Linked DNA regions of Mus musculus: all the other regions are linked to region 2. The links are chromatin contacts, called in public promoter capture Hi-C maps. All regions are on one chromosome and are shown on one strand. Each heading gives the region's core, a stretch centred on a gene start, on an enhancer-like site or on the middle of the called end of the contact. The rest is flanking DNA. Distances are from core to core; before and after follow the strand shown.

Region 1 (3,945 bases), core at 1,346-3,845, 1.6 Mb before region 2:
GATTTCTTTGGAGCCAGCAGTCTCTCTCTCCCTTCATGAGTACCTAGTTAATAAAAACAAAATGTTGAAAGGACATGTTTAAAAGTCTGGCTGCATGCAGCCCCCCAACCACTGGAGCAGTGACTGGATGAGCAGGGCGAAGATACCAAGTGGAGGGGACTCCCCCTCCTCAGAGAAGGGGACCAGAGCATGGGGAGGATCTGTGTGAGGGGATATTGGGAGGAGATGGGGGCTGATATTGGGATGTAAAGTGAATACATTAATTAATTAATTAATAAGGAAAAAGGACATGAAGAAGAGTCTGGCTGTTTTTCACTGCTAAAACTTTCGAGTTTACCTTATACAACAGACTTGACACATATTACAAATGAAATCACAATAAAAATGTAAGGTTGGCATTAAAATAATTAACCTATTTGTGGAAACTAAAGCATGATTACTGAATAACAGACACAAAATCTCCTATTAAATAAAAGGGTAAAACTCCATATAACTACTGCCAAGTTTATGCTATCTACTGTATCAACTATGTTTTGTTTCACTTTCAGTGTGACAGTAACTTATCATCTCTTCCTTAGAAATCTTCATTTTACTCTTTCAAACCCTTTGCCTCCTAAGTCCTTAAAGATGTTTATCATTTGTTGTGGGTGGGTAGGGGGGTGGCATTAAGAGTTCTGGTCTCCTTTCTAGAGTATGTTTAAATGGTAAGAATCAAGTCTGTGAGTGAGAAATAATCCAAAACAACTGGAAAAACCCATAGGTATTTCAAACTCAGTCTGTATTGAATTATGTTAAAAAAGGTTTTCCCAGATAAAAGGATGGATTTCAACAATCTGCAAGAAAAGTCTTATACAACAGATATCAAAATTAATACTCACAAGAGATCTTTTAACATTTGAAGACTCTATTTCAATTTTGACTAGAAACTGAAGAAGTATCTTAGCATCCCTAACTTGGGAAGATTTCTAAATGATTCTGAAGAGACTCCAATAGGCTATTAGTAATACAACTCAAAATGTCTTATTTTCTAAGAGGTTGGATGTGAAACAGCAATGGCAGTAACAGGGATGGGAAGATGGGCAATTTCCAAAGTGACCAGGCACCTCTGGTAACTGTTCTTGGCACGGCACTAACACAACCTGATTTTTGTTCTGCTGTGACTGGCACTAATGCCTTCCACAAACAGGTCAGTTCTGTTGCTCGTCAGACTGTTTCCTTAGCTTTCTATCTGCCACGGGAGAGCAAAGTCAGATTATGTAAATGGCATACTGACTTCAGAAATTGTCTTTTCATAAGATCACATCTCATTTGCTTTTCAGGGGTTACGTTTAAAAGCTCTGCGTTTTTTTGATAGGTATAACTAGGATTTTCATCTCCTCAGAACTAAGTCTGGTGTCCTCTCCAGTCTACTCCTAACACTATAATCTAACCACAACACTCCACTGCTTAGCAGCCTCTCAGAAAATAGTCTTTACTCCTGTTTAGCACAGGGAGTTCCTATAAAAGTGAGTCACATCCTTTCACTTCTGTACTGAGAATCTTACAAAGTCTCCCTAACTCACTCACATAAAGGCCTTGTCCCCACACAGCACGAAAACCCACACTTCTTCCTTTCTGACTCATCTGCTGTGCTCAGGCCTTCTCTGTGCTTTTAGACTATGCAAAGCATGCTCCCTGTCTCAGTATTTCTAAGTGTCCCTCTTTCTGGAATGTTCTTCTTCAAGGAACCTACTGCCTAAGCTATCTTTAACCTATCATAAACCATAACCTCTAACACTAGAACATCCAAATTCCTAAATCATGGTGATGTAAGATTTATTTAGGTTTAGCAGCCTTTTGATAGTCATCAGATCAAATGATATTCAGGAATGTCTAAAAGGCAGCTTCCACCCCCCTCTCCTCCCCCCCCCCACCCCGGTGTGTGTGTTTGTGTGTATGAGCGCGGGAATGCCTGCCTATCTGTCTGACTAATATTCGTTTCTGGGTTTCAGAAATCTATTTAAAATTAGTATTAATTATGACTCTGAAAACTGTCCAAGTGTAACTTTTCGGATGCGATACGTGCCTTGAAAAAAAACCAATAGATTATAGGTAAATGATTTAATACTTTACTTCACTCACAAAATATTATGACTTTACATCCTTTGAGTTCCCATTGGGAAAACTTAAGGCAGGAAAACTGGCTTCTACCATAAGGACAAACTTACCCCAGGAACCTAAGGAGATTTAAGGATTACAACCTGAGTGTCTGCGACGTGAGGCAGCGGCTTTGGGAATGCGCCACGTTTTACTCAGCACACTAGGAAAAGATTGCTTTGCACTGTTTTCAGCCCAGGAGAAGGCCCACGCCGTCCTCGGTCCCAGGCTGGCGTCCCGCCCCGCAAGGACGCCCCCACCCACCCACCTCTCGGGCTCCATGCCGCCGCGCGCCCTCGGGCGGCTCTGGGCCGGAAGGCCGCAGGGCTGTTGGCCCGGTGTGTAAAGAGTCTGGGGACACGCGTGACGGAGCACTCGCCCCCACCCTCCCTGGCTTCCTGCCCCTAGGGTCCACGACCCTCCTCACCACGCGCGGATCTGCACAGCGCCGGAACCCAGCCAGTCCCGCCTGCTTGAGCGCGGTCAGAGCTCTCTTGTCTTTCCATTGGGCGCAATGGTCGTCAATCACGGAAGCTGGTGGGCGGGCTTGCGCGCTGAGCGCTGCTATAGCAACCGCCTGTCGGGAGCAAACGCGGGCCGCGGAGGGGAGAGCGGCTGTTGCGCGGGCGCGGGCAGGGGCGCAGGGAGGGGATATGGTGAGTGCTGTGGGACCCTGGTGTTCTTCCCAGCTTACTGCCTTCCGTGTCAGGATCTTTAGTAGCTAAGCCAGGGAGAACAGAGATGGGTCTCCCTTTCCATTTATCCACCAACGCCTGCAGTCTATGAGGGTTGGCCCAGCGATAAAGAGATACGACCCTGGGGCACGGAGACCACTGCAGACAGACTTCAAGACAGGGAAGCGAGCATAGCAGAGGCCATCAACCTCGGGCCACCAACATCCTGCGGGCCATCAACTCAGCCGCTGAAGGAACAGGAACCACTGAGGGTCAGGGAGCCACCAACTCATCTGCTGACTGGAAGTGGGGTACCTAGCTAACCACTGATGATCAGGGGACCAGCAATTCTTTCACGGAGAGGAAGGGGCCCACTGACTCAATCCTGATGGCCAGGGGCTCATCAACTCAGGCCACTCAAAGCTAAAGGGTCACTGACTTCTTGCTGAAAAAAAAAAAAAAAAATGATGACTCAGGTGACTTCCCTAGGCTCTAGAAGACCACTCAGGCCACTCAAAGCTAAAGGGTCACTGACTTATTGCTGAAAAAAATGGTGACTCGGGTGACTGCCCTAGGCTCTAGAAGACCACTCAGGCTCATCAACTCAGGCCACTTAAAGGGTCACTGACTTCTTGCTGAAAAAAAAAATGGTGACTCAGGTGGCTGCCCTAGGCTCTAGAAGACCACTCATCAGAATCTGCAGCTCTAGAACCAAGAATCCGAAGTGACCACAGCCAATAGGCCACTTAGATCCTCAGCCACCTCCAGGGCTTCCCCACTCCACTTGCAGAGAGGAGAATCTACAGTGATTCTGTGACCTACTTTGGTGACATAAAGAAGCAAACAGCAGACAGATCCTTCATCTTCCACATGTTGGGTGTATCCGCATAATTGGTCAAACATTCTCATGCGTATCTGTGGAGCAGACGTTCACCATAACCAGGGTTTTTTACTTTTGTGTTTTTGTGGTGCAGGATGATTGTGTTCTAGTATGCATGCCCCTGTGCTGTTTGCTGCTTTGTGGGTTCTTTTCTCTTCCACTCTTTCCTACTCTTTAAACCCTCTAATGCTAGATAGGAGAGAGAGAAAAAGAGTAGAGGGGAAAGGAATGGCGTTATCATTAAACTACTTCCTA
Region 2 (4,035 bases), core at 1,243-3,742:
CTCAGGAAGCAAATGAGAACCTGAGTTTGATTCCTGAGACCCACAAGGTAGCAAAGAACTGACTGGCACAGGGTGTCCTGACTTACTTACACACATACCCAAACACACTAAGCAGTAATCAAAAATTAAAAACAAAAAGTATCTTTTTTTTTGTTAAATTATTGGTTGAAAGCCAGGATTCATATGAAATGTTCCAAAACATTTCCAAAACAACCTGTCCCTATGATTTATTGATTTACCCAAATTTTCCCTTTTATGAATTTTACAATTAACATAATGCTGGTGACTAAACCCAGTGAGCAAAATAATAATAAAATTTGCATTATTTGTATATAAAATTTGTATAATTTGAATAATCCAAGATAGAATTTTTTAACTGAATTCTTGGAGTAGCAACTAGAAAGGCTGTTTATTACTGAGCTAGTACAACATACTTCGTTCCTTTGTACACACTGTCCTTAATTTGTATTTAAGTGATTACACAAACTTAGTCAGCAATTCAAAGTCCTGCTTTGGCACAAGGGTTTTTGTTTTTGTTTTTTTAAAGATTTATTTATTTTTATTTAGATGAGTACACTGTAGCTGTCTTCAGACACACCAGAAGAGTGCATCAGACCCCATTACAGATGGTCTGTGAGCTACCATGTGATTGCTGGGAATTGAACTCAGGACCTCTGGAAGAGTCAGTGCTCTTAACTCACTGAGCCATCTCTCCAGCCCTGGCACAAGTTCTTAAAGACTTGATTATCTTAAAAGTAAAACCAGTGACAGACAACTAAATATCAGAGATAGTATTTTTTTTTTTTAAAATGGAAAGCAACTTGTTCAACTTGTTAGTCAGGGCCATGAGACAGCTGACTTAAAAATGACCACACAGCTTCTGGTTTATCCCTTTCAGCCGTAAACATAAAGCCATTTCTCACAACATTACCAGATTTCTATCTGGAAGATAGGAATGATCACATAGAAAGATTTTATTCAAGCTAACAAAAAAGTACCTCACACTGAGAGACTGTCTTAACATACTGGGAAAGGCTTGAAAAAACAGCCTTAAAAACTATTTTCTCACCCAAAACATCAGATAAAAAGGTGTTAAATCTTTTGTTTACTTGACGCCTGAGAAGTCAAAAGCAGATCAGATTTGTAATAATTAACTTCCTTACTGTACTGGCTTGCCACAAGAAAGCAAGTGTGGATTAAATGACATCATTAGCTTGGATTCCCAATAAAGCTGGAATACTTCAATTTGCAACAGTTAGCTAAAAATAAAGACCTACCATTTGTATGAGGGAGTGGCAGGCGGTTCTAGTTTTATTTATAAGATTTCTTTATTTAAGAATGATGCTTACTGTAAAATAAACAGGAGACTGACTGAAATACATACTTTTTAGTTTTCACCTGAAAAACTGTTCTACCACAAGAAAAAAGAATGAAGATTTTGGTCTCAAAACAGGACATTTCTGTTTCTCTAAGATTTATCACTGCCTTGAAACCTCGTAGAAAAAAAATACTGCAATTGGTACAATTTCAAAATTAAACAGCATATAGATTAGCATTCCTAGAACTGAAGTGATGTCTGCCTTAACTGTCATTGTCGCCTTGGCGTTGTTATTTTCTGGGCTGCAAGTGCCAAGGGACATGAGAGATTTTCGTCTGTGAATGATTTCTGAGAAAGGTGACGCTTTTTAGACACTTAAGTCACTCTAGGGTTTTCTTTTTCTTTTTCCAGGTAATACAGTAATGTTCAAAAGTTAAACCACTGGCTCCTAACCCGTGCGTTCTAACCGCCTTGAGGGGTGGGTGACACACAAGAGATGCACAGAGAAGTTGCACCGGTCTGCGGTGAAGACCTTTCCGGCGCGCCTTCCTCCTAGGCCCAGGGCGAGCTTCCGCCGGGAGGCCGAGGAGGACCCAGACCTCCTCCGGAGCCCGCACGAGCCTAGTTCGGAGTCCGGGGGAGCCGCCTGACCCGCGCCCCGCGCCGCTACCTCCGCCACCTCGGGGCCCGCGCGGCTCGCGACCCTCAGCGGCCGCAAGCTGCAGTGCATCCCCGCGCTGTGCGGAGCCCGGGCCGAGAGAGAGCCGCGCGCCCCCGCCGCGGCCTAGCCCTCGCCGCCCCGCCGCGCCACCCAGCCCTCACTTACCAGCTGCTGCCGGACCCAGCGCCACATGCCCCCGCCGTCGCCGACGCCGTCGTGGCCCGCCGGACGCGGGACCGAGCGGCAGCAGGTGGAAGAGGACTCCGAGTGTGACCGGAGCAGGCGAGCCCCTCGGGCTTAAGTTCTGCTCTCTGCTGTCCCCGCTTTTCTACCCGAGTCGGGTCCCCATCCCGCCACCCCGGCCCGGAGGTCCTACAGGCGCGGCCTGGCTGCCAACCGCGCCCGGCGCAGCACTACTCCCCGCTGAGCCGCCGCCACCTTCATCTCTGACCGTTGTCACCCGAAGCACCGCCGCCCCCACGGCGCCGCCCCGCCCTCGCCCGCCATGGGCCCGCCCCCACGGCGCCGCCCCGCCCTCGCCCTCCATGGTCCCGCCCCCAAGCCCTGTGCCCCTCCCTCACCTGCTCTGGACCCGCCCGCTTCTTTACCTCTCGGAGGCCCACCCTTCCGTGTTTCCGCGCGGGTTTGCCCGCCCCTTTCCGGGGCGGTTTGTCGCGAAAACGTGAGCGCTGTCAGGCTCGCCGGCTCTGTGGGCCTTTTTCGAGTTTTTGTATCTTGGCCGGCTAGGCTGTAGCAACTCCTCGAAGAGGAGTTGGCTCTGCCCTGTCACAGATCTTCCCCCTCCCCCACCAACCCCCCCCCCCATCCACCCCAACATTCGGATCCACACCAGCAAATGTATGTGACCAAAAGGTCTGTGCCCAGACCATTAAATTATCAAAGACTTACATTTGGAGAGGGAGATGATTATGATCAAACTAAATTGTACAAAATTCTTATAGACTTGGTAAAAAAAATTTTTTTAATTGTCAAAGGCATTTAATTGCTTCACACATAACTCAGCGAGTAACCAAAGTGGACTAATATTGGGGAAAGTTTGAGATTTCTCTGTGAGAGTCCAGCCTGCACCTCAATTTCTGGAGCTATTGCTGAGTTCCTATCCTGATGAATTAAGCTGGAAAGGCTAAGGGGAGAGACTTTCCTCGGAAAGCTAATTGCTAAGCATGCAATGAAAACTACCTCCAAAGTAGCGTGACCTCTCTAACAAGGGTGTGGATAACTTTTAAGAAGGCCCATACAAGCAACTGGAACAAGTTTATACTGTCTAAAAGCAGCCACCTGTTCGTCTTCGTCGTACTCTCTTTTTCCTGAATTAAAACACGTCACCATCAGACATTTGTAATTTGAAAAGTAACATTCTGCAAAAACCTAAATCTAAGCTACGGTGATTAGACAAATCTGTCTTTTGGTTTCAGTAGTCATGTCTTAGTTAATCCAGCATTGCAATTAGAGTCTTTCAGTTATCTATGGCCTATAAAATCTGCAATGGAGCCCTTTAATCCCTTTTTAATCCCTGCACTCGGGAGACACAGGCAGGCAGATTTCTGAGTTCGAGACCGGCCTGGTCTACAAAGTGAGTTCCAGGACAGCCAGGGCTATACAGTGAAACCCTGTCTCGGGGGGGGGGGGGGGGGACCTGCAATAATTTTTTTTTAATATTATAAATTACCCAAATTTAGGACAGATATTTAAAAAGAAAAAGGAACCTTCGTTTTGCTCTTATGCCCGACCCTTACTCTGTGACACCAGCATAAAGTTACTGGAATGCTTTTAGAGAAAACAAAATGTTACTTCCGTTCTAAGGCAGTGTCCCAGAACCCACTGCGTCAAGCTCTACCCGATACTCTAATTGGGTCTCTGAAGTACGTATTATCCCGATTGTGCAGATGGAGAAGCTCAAGTTAAATAATTCGGCAAAACTGTGATTTGGATTATGGATAATCGGACAGTAGAACCTGTGTTCTTAAGCTATATTCCTAAACAAACTTACTTCTCACATCTCGTTTCTCAGTGACTTGGTTACAAAGTAGGCCTG
Region 3 (3,625 bases), core at 592-3,091, 1.1 Mb before region 2:
AAAGGAAGAAAACATTTCAAGTTGGGTAATTGTTGCAAACCTATACCAAGAAGCTGAGGCAGGAGAATCTCTAGTTCCAGGCAAGCCTTGGCTGCAGAGATCTTTATCTGTACTTAAAAGGCAAATTACTACAACAATAACAAGCGCACACAGAGACATATAAATATTCTTTTCTAAGCATTTTGTAAACATGAGCAAATAATAGAGCAAGCAAAAGAAAAGCAAACTGGCACCCGGCGATGGTTGGTCCCTCCCCTGGGCGTTCCTATGCCAATGCAAAAGTTAAGCACTTGAGTTAATTATCAATCAGGTATCCAGGTATCAGCAGTCCAAAATGCAGATGGAATGATTTGTGGGTCACAGATGGACTGAATCACAAATGAAGCATAAAGTTAACTTTTCTCTATCTGGACTTTAATAAGAAATTAGATTTTTTTTAAATCTTAGGCAGAAATACTTACACAAGATTTCTTGTTTTATTTTGTTTAGTTTTTTAATCTTCAATGTTGTTTATCTTTCCTCTTCTGAAGGTCCTTCTGCAGCGCTTCATCTTAACAAGTCTGAAAAGACCAGCATATCAATCAATTAGAAAAGGTATCCTAACTTTGTTGGTAGAGCAACCGTTTCAAACTAAATTATTTAAACACACCAGGAAACTCTTCAGTATTTGGTCCAATGTTACATTCCTACACCTCAAATAAGACTAAAATAATTTAAGAACCACTTTATATGTAAAAGAAACATAGGAGTCCACGAGGTAGGAGTCAGGATGCTAATGGTGACGTTCTACCTGCGAGGCACACTTAAAAGTGCAGCCTTGAAAGAATGTTTCTACTGACACCGAGTCTGCTGGAAAGAACTGTGCCTTCATTTCCTCTCTACTCTGGGCACCTGGCACATTTTATCACAGGGCACTTGCCTTGCAAACTTTTAAGGCATTTGAGTAATGGGGGGGGGGTGGCATGCTAACTGAGGGGCCATAAAGTGAGAAAGTCAGGTTTGAAACAGTTCTGTTCCAAGGTTCTCAGCTACAAAGTGGGGAAAGGCTTCACCTTTTTGTTACAAACTGTATGAGCGCATATTAAAATAGCACATAGCAGTCATTGCTAAGTCAAATATTCTGACTAACTCATCCACTTTTATACTTGTCAGATTAAATCTGCTTCGTTGTCATGCACGGGATGAAAGCAGCAACGCGAAACCACCTGAAACCTACTTTCTCCGTTCCAGAACCCATGACTGCTCAGAGGAAATTTACAAGAATTCGTCCCCTTTACCGGACATCCCACTGTCAACACCACAACCGATGGGGCGAGGAAGGAAGAAATCTAATATTCCCCGGATGGAAGATAACCCTTGTGGACCTTCCTCTGGCAGGAGAGGTGTCCACTCAGGTATGCCCTACCAGACGAGGGCCGAGCCAACCCGGGGCGCTCGGCCCTGCCCACCCCGCCAGGTCCGCGCGCCCGCCCCCCCCGCCCGCAACCCCAGCACCCGGCTGTCAGGGCCTGCTAGGCCTCCACCTTAACCTCCGACCTCCGACCTCCGACCCCCAGGCCCGCGCCACAGCCGCGACCCCGCAAACCTTCCAGACTCACCCGGAAAGGCGCTGCCCACCTCGCCACCTCCCAGCCCTCACCGCGCGCAGCCTCTCGAGCTCCTCTCACTTGACAGCACAACAGCCCCGAGTCGGGACCTCCGCTGATGCTTACACCCTCAGCCTGTAGCACGTCCAGCTCGGCCCGCCGCCTCGGACACCCATGGGGCGGAGGAGTAGAGCCGAGGCAGGAGTGGAGGCCAGCGGCACCGCAGCTGCGTCAACTGGCAGCGTATCACGTCAAGGCGCCAGCGCCTCCGTGTACGCCACTCTGGCCCCGCCCAAGAACCGAGTTAGCCCCGCCCCTCACTGGCACCAGGCCCGAACGGAGAAGCGCCGCTTGGGCCGGGGGCGGGGCCGGGGCGGGGCGGGCCGGGGCGGAGGCGGGGCCTTGGAAGGCCGGGGCAGAGGACAGGGCTTAGGCCCTAGGGATGAGATCTAGGTCAATGGGGCAAAGCCTGAGCTTCAGGACCAAACTAAAGACTAAAGTTGGAACCTGTGCCTAGAGGCGAATCCTGTTTTTACAAGAGAACAGGCCTGAGCAGAGGGGCGGGGCCATGTCCACAGGGCGTAGCCTAGTCTGAGAGACACAGGTCACTACTGATTTGAAAACTACCTTGTTCCAGATTCCAATTGTGGCGTGGGGGTTGTAAACATCGTCCTGATAATGTAGACAGTATAATCAACGTAGGAAAAGGAAGCCAGAAAAAGGAGAGTCTGCTAGCTATGGCATGCATCTCACAGAAGATGCATTTGATGTATGAAACACTGACCTAGGAAATTAACCAAATATTTTAATTTTTCACAAATTAAAACCTAAGGCTCAGGAAGTTGAAGTACTTTGTCAGTTTAGAGATCTAGGATTTGAGCCCCAGCGCCACAGCTTCCAGTACATTCTCTACACTACCTGTCAATATCTAAGCCTCTGGTTCTAAGAGTTCAGGTCACTCAACATTTCCACTTGGGGGTGGGAGCATCCACTTTTAAACAGATGTGAAGCCAGATATAATAAATAAATAAATAAAGTCTTAGCAAGAGTTCTTTGAACTAGAAGTGACTGAGATATGATTCAGTTTCCCCAAAACAAAACAAAACTGAAACTAAATTGCTCCAGAGATAAGAAGATCTTAGGATAGCAAGAAGAGAAGTATAATTCACAGCAGACTTCCTCTACAGTGAGTGAGGAATTGGAGAATCTGAACACTTACTTGTCTCCTTTCTTCTTATCCCCTGAGGAAGAGCCACCCTGAGCTACAGGTGTAAAAGAGATGACATCTTCAAGATGAGTTATTCATCGTAGAGCTTTTCTATTCCAAGGGCCTCTAACCCTGGGAAGATGATTAAGCAAAGAGTTCAGGGTGGCTCAGGAAATTTACATAGCAACACTTCCTGGCTCTTGAACCTTCCCCCTACTTTGACTTTTCACCAGCATGTGAAAAATGCAGATGGTGTCAGAAAAAGAAAAAGAAAAAAAAACTGCCTCCAGCAAATACAATGTGAACTTCTCTAGCTGGACATAGCTAAAGTATGCATAGCATCCCAGCACATTGGAAAAGCCTGGGTTTGAGACCAATAGAGAAACTTCTGGACCAGCCTGAGCTACATCAAAAAGAAAAAAAAAAAAAAGAATTTCATAACAAAAACCAGGTAATGATATTTTGTGCTATAACTTTTTTTCTTTGAAATCACAGCCAGTTCACAGGAAGTAGCAGTCATACAAAATGTTCTTTTCCACTCCCTCTGATGGTTCTGCCTTATATGAGTATAGTACAATATGAAAACATACTTTACGCTGGTATGATGTGGCTCTATGCCACTTTGTCACGTCTAAGTTCATGTAACCATCACAGCACATCATACAGAGATTTCCTTCCTACTGTTCTTTATGGTCATTTCCCACTCTTTCTCAAGGCCTATCCCTAATCCCTGGTGTGCTGGATAGTTTTAGGTTAACTTGACACAAGCTAAAGTCATCTGAGAGGAGGGAACCTTAATTATAAAAATGCCTACATAAAATCTGGCTGTAGG

Evidence for each region. Promoter capture Hi-C pulls out the DNA fragments that hold promoters and counts their contacts. Capture Hi-C pulls out chosen DNA fragments and counts their contacts.
Region 1: a promoter capture Hi-C map of adipose tissue shows a contact between it and region 2, with 4 times the contacts expected there. The contact joins the promoter of Bbs12 here to the promoter of Atp11b in region 2. A contact is called at or near these places in 2 of 39 promoter capture datasets (liver and pre-B cells) and 1 of 9 other capture datasets (adipose tissue).
Region 3: a promoter capture Hi-C map of pre-B cells shows a contact between it and region 2. The contact joins the promoter of 4932438A13Rik here to the promoter of Atp11b in region 2. A contact is called at or near these places in 2 of 39 promoter capture datasets (liver and pre-B cells), 1 of 115 datasets of contacts at active chromatin or transcription factors (fibro-adipogenic progenitors) and 1 of 9 other capture datasets (adipose tissue).

What each region holds. Positions count from the first base shown.
Region 1 is chr3:37,311,204-37,315,148 of GRCm38.p6, reverse strand. It overlaps Bbs12 (Bardet-Biedl syndrome 12 (human)), which reads right to left and starts at 2,595. Exons shown (of 2, transcript NM_001008502.2): 1 at 2,564-2,595. Cetn4 (centrin 4) reads left to right here and starts at 2,703. Exons shown (of 5, transcript NM_145825.2): 1 at 2,703-2,792. The coding sequence starts at 2,790.
Region 2 is chr3:35,752,520-35,756,554 of GRCm38.p6, reverse strand. Atp11b (ATPase, class VI, type 11B) reads right to left here and starts at 2,492. Exons shown (of 30, transcript NM_029570.4): 1 at 2,145-2,492. The coding sequence starts at 2,171.
Region 3 is chr3:36,861,322-36,864,946 of GRCm38.p6, reverse strand. It overlaps 4932438A13Rik (RIKEN cDNA 4932438A13 gene), which reads right to left and starts at 1,841. Exons shown (of 86, transcript NM_172679.2): 1 at 1,599-1,841; 2 at 462-560.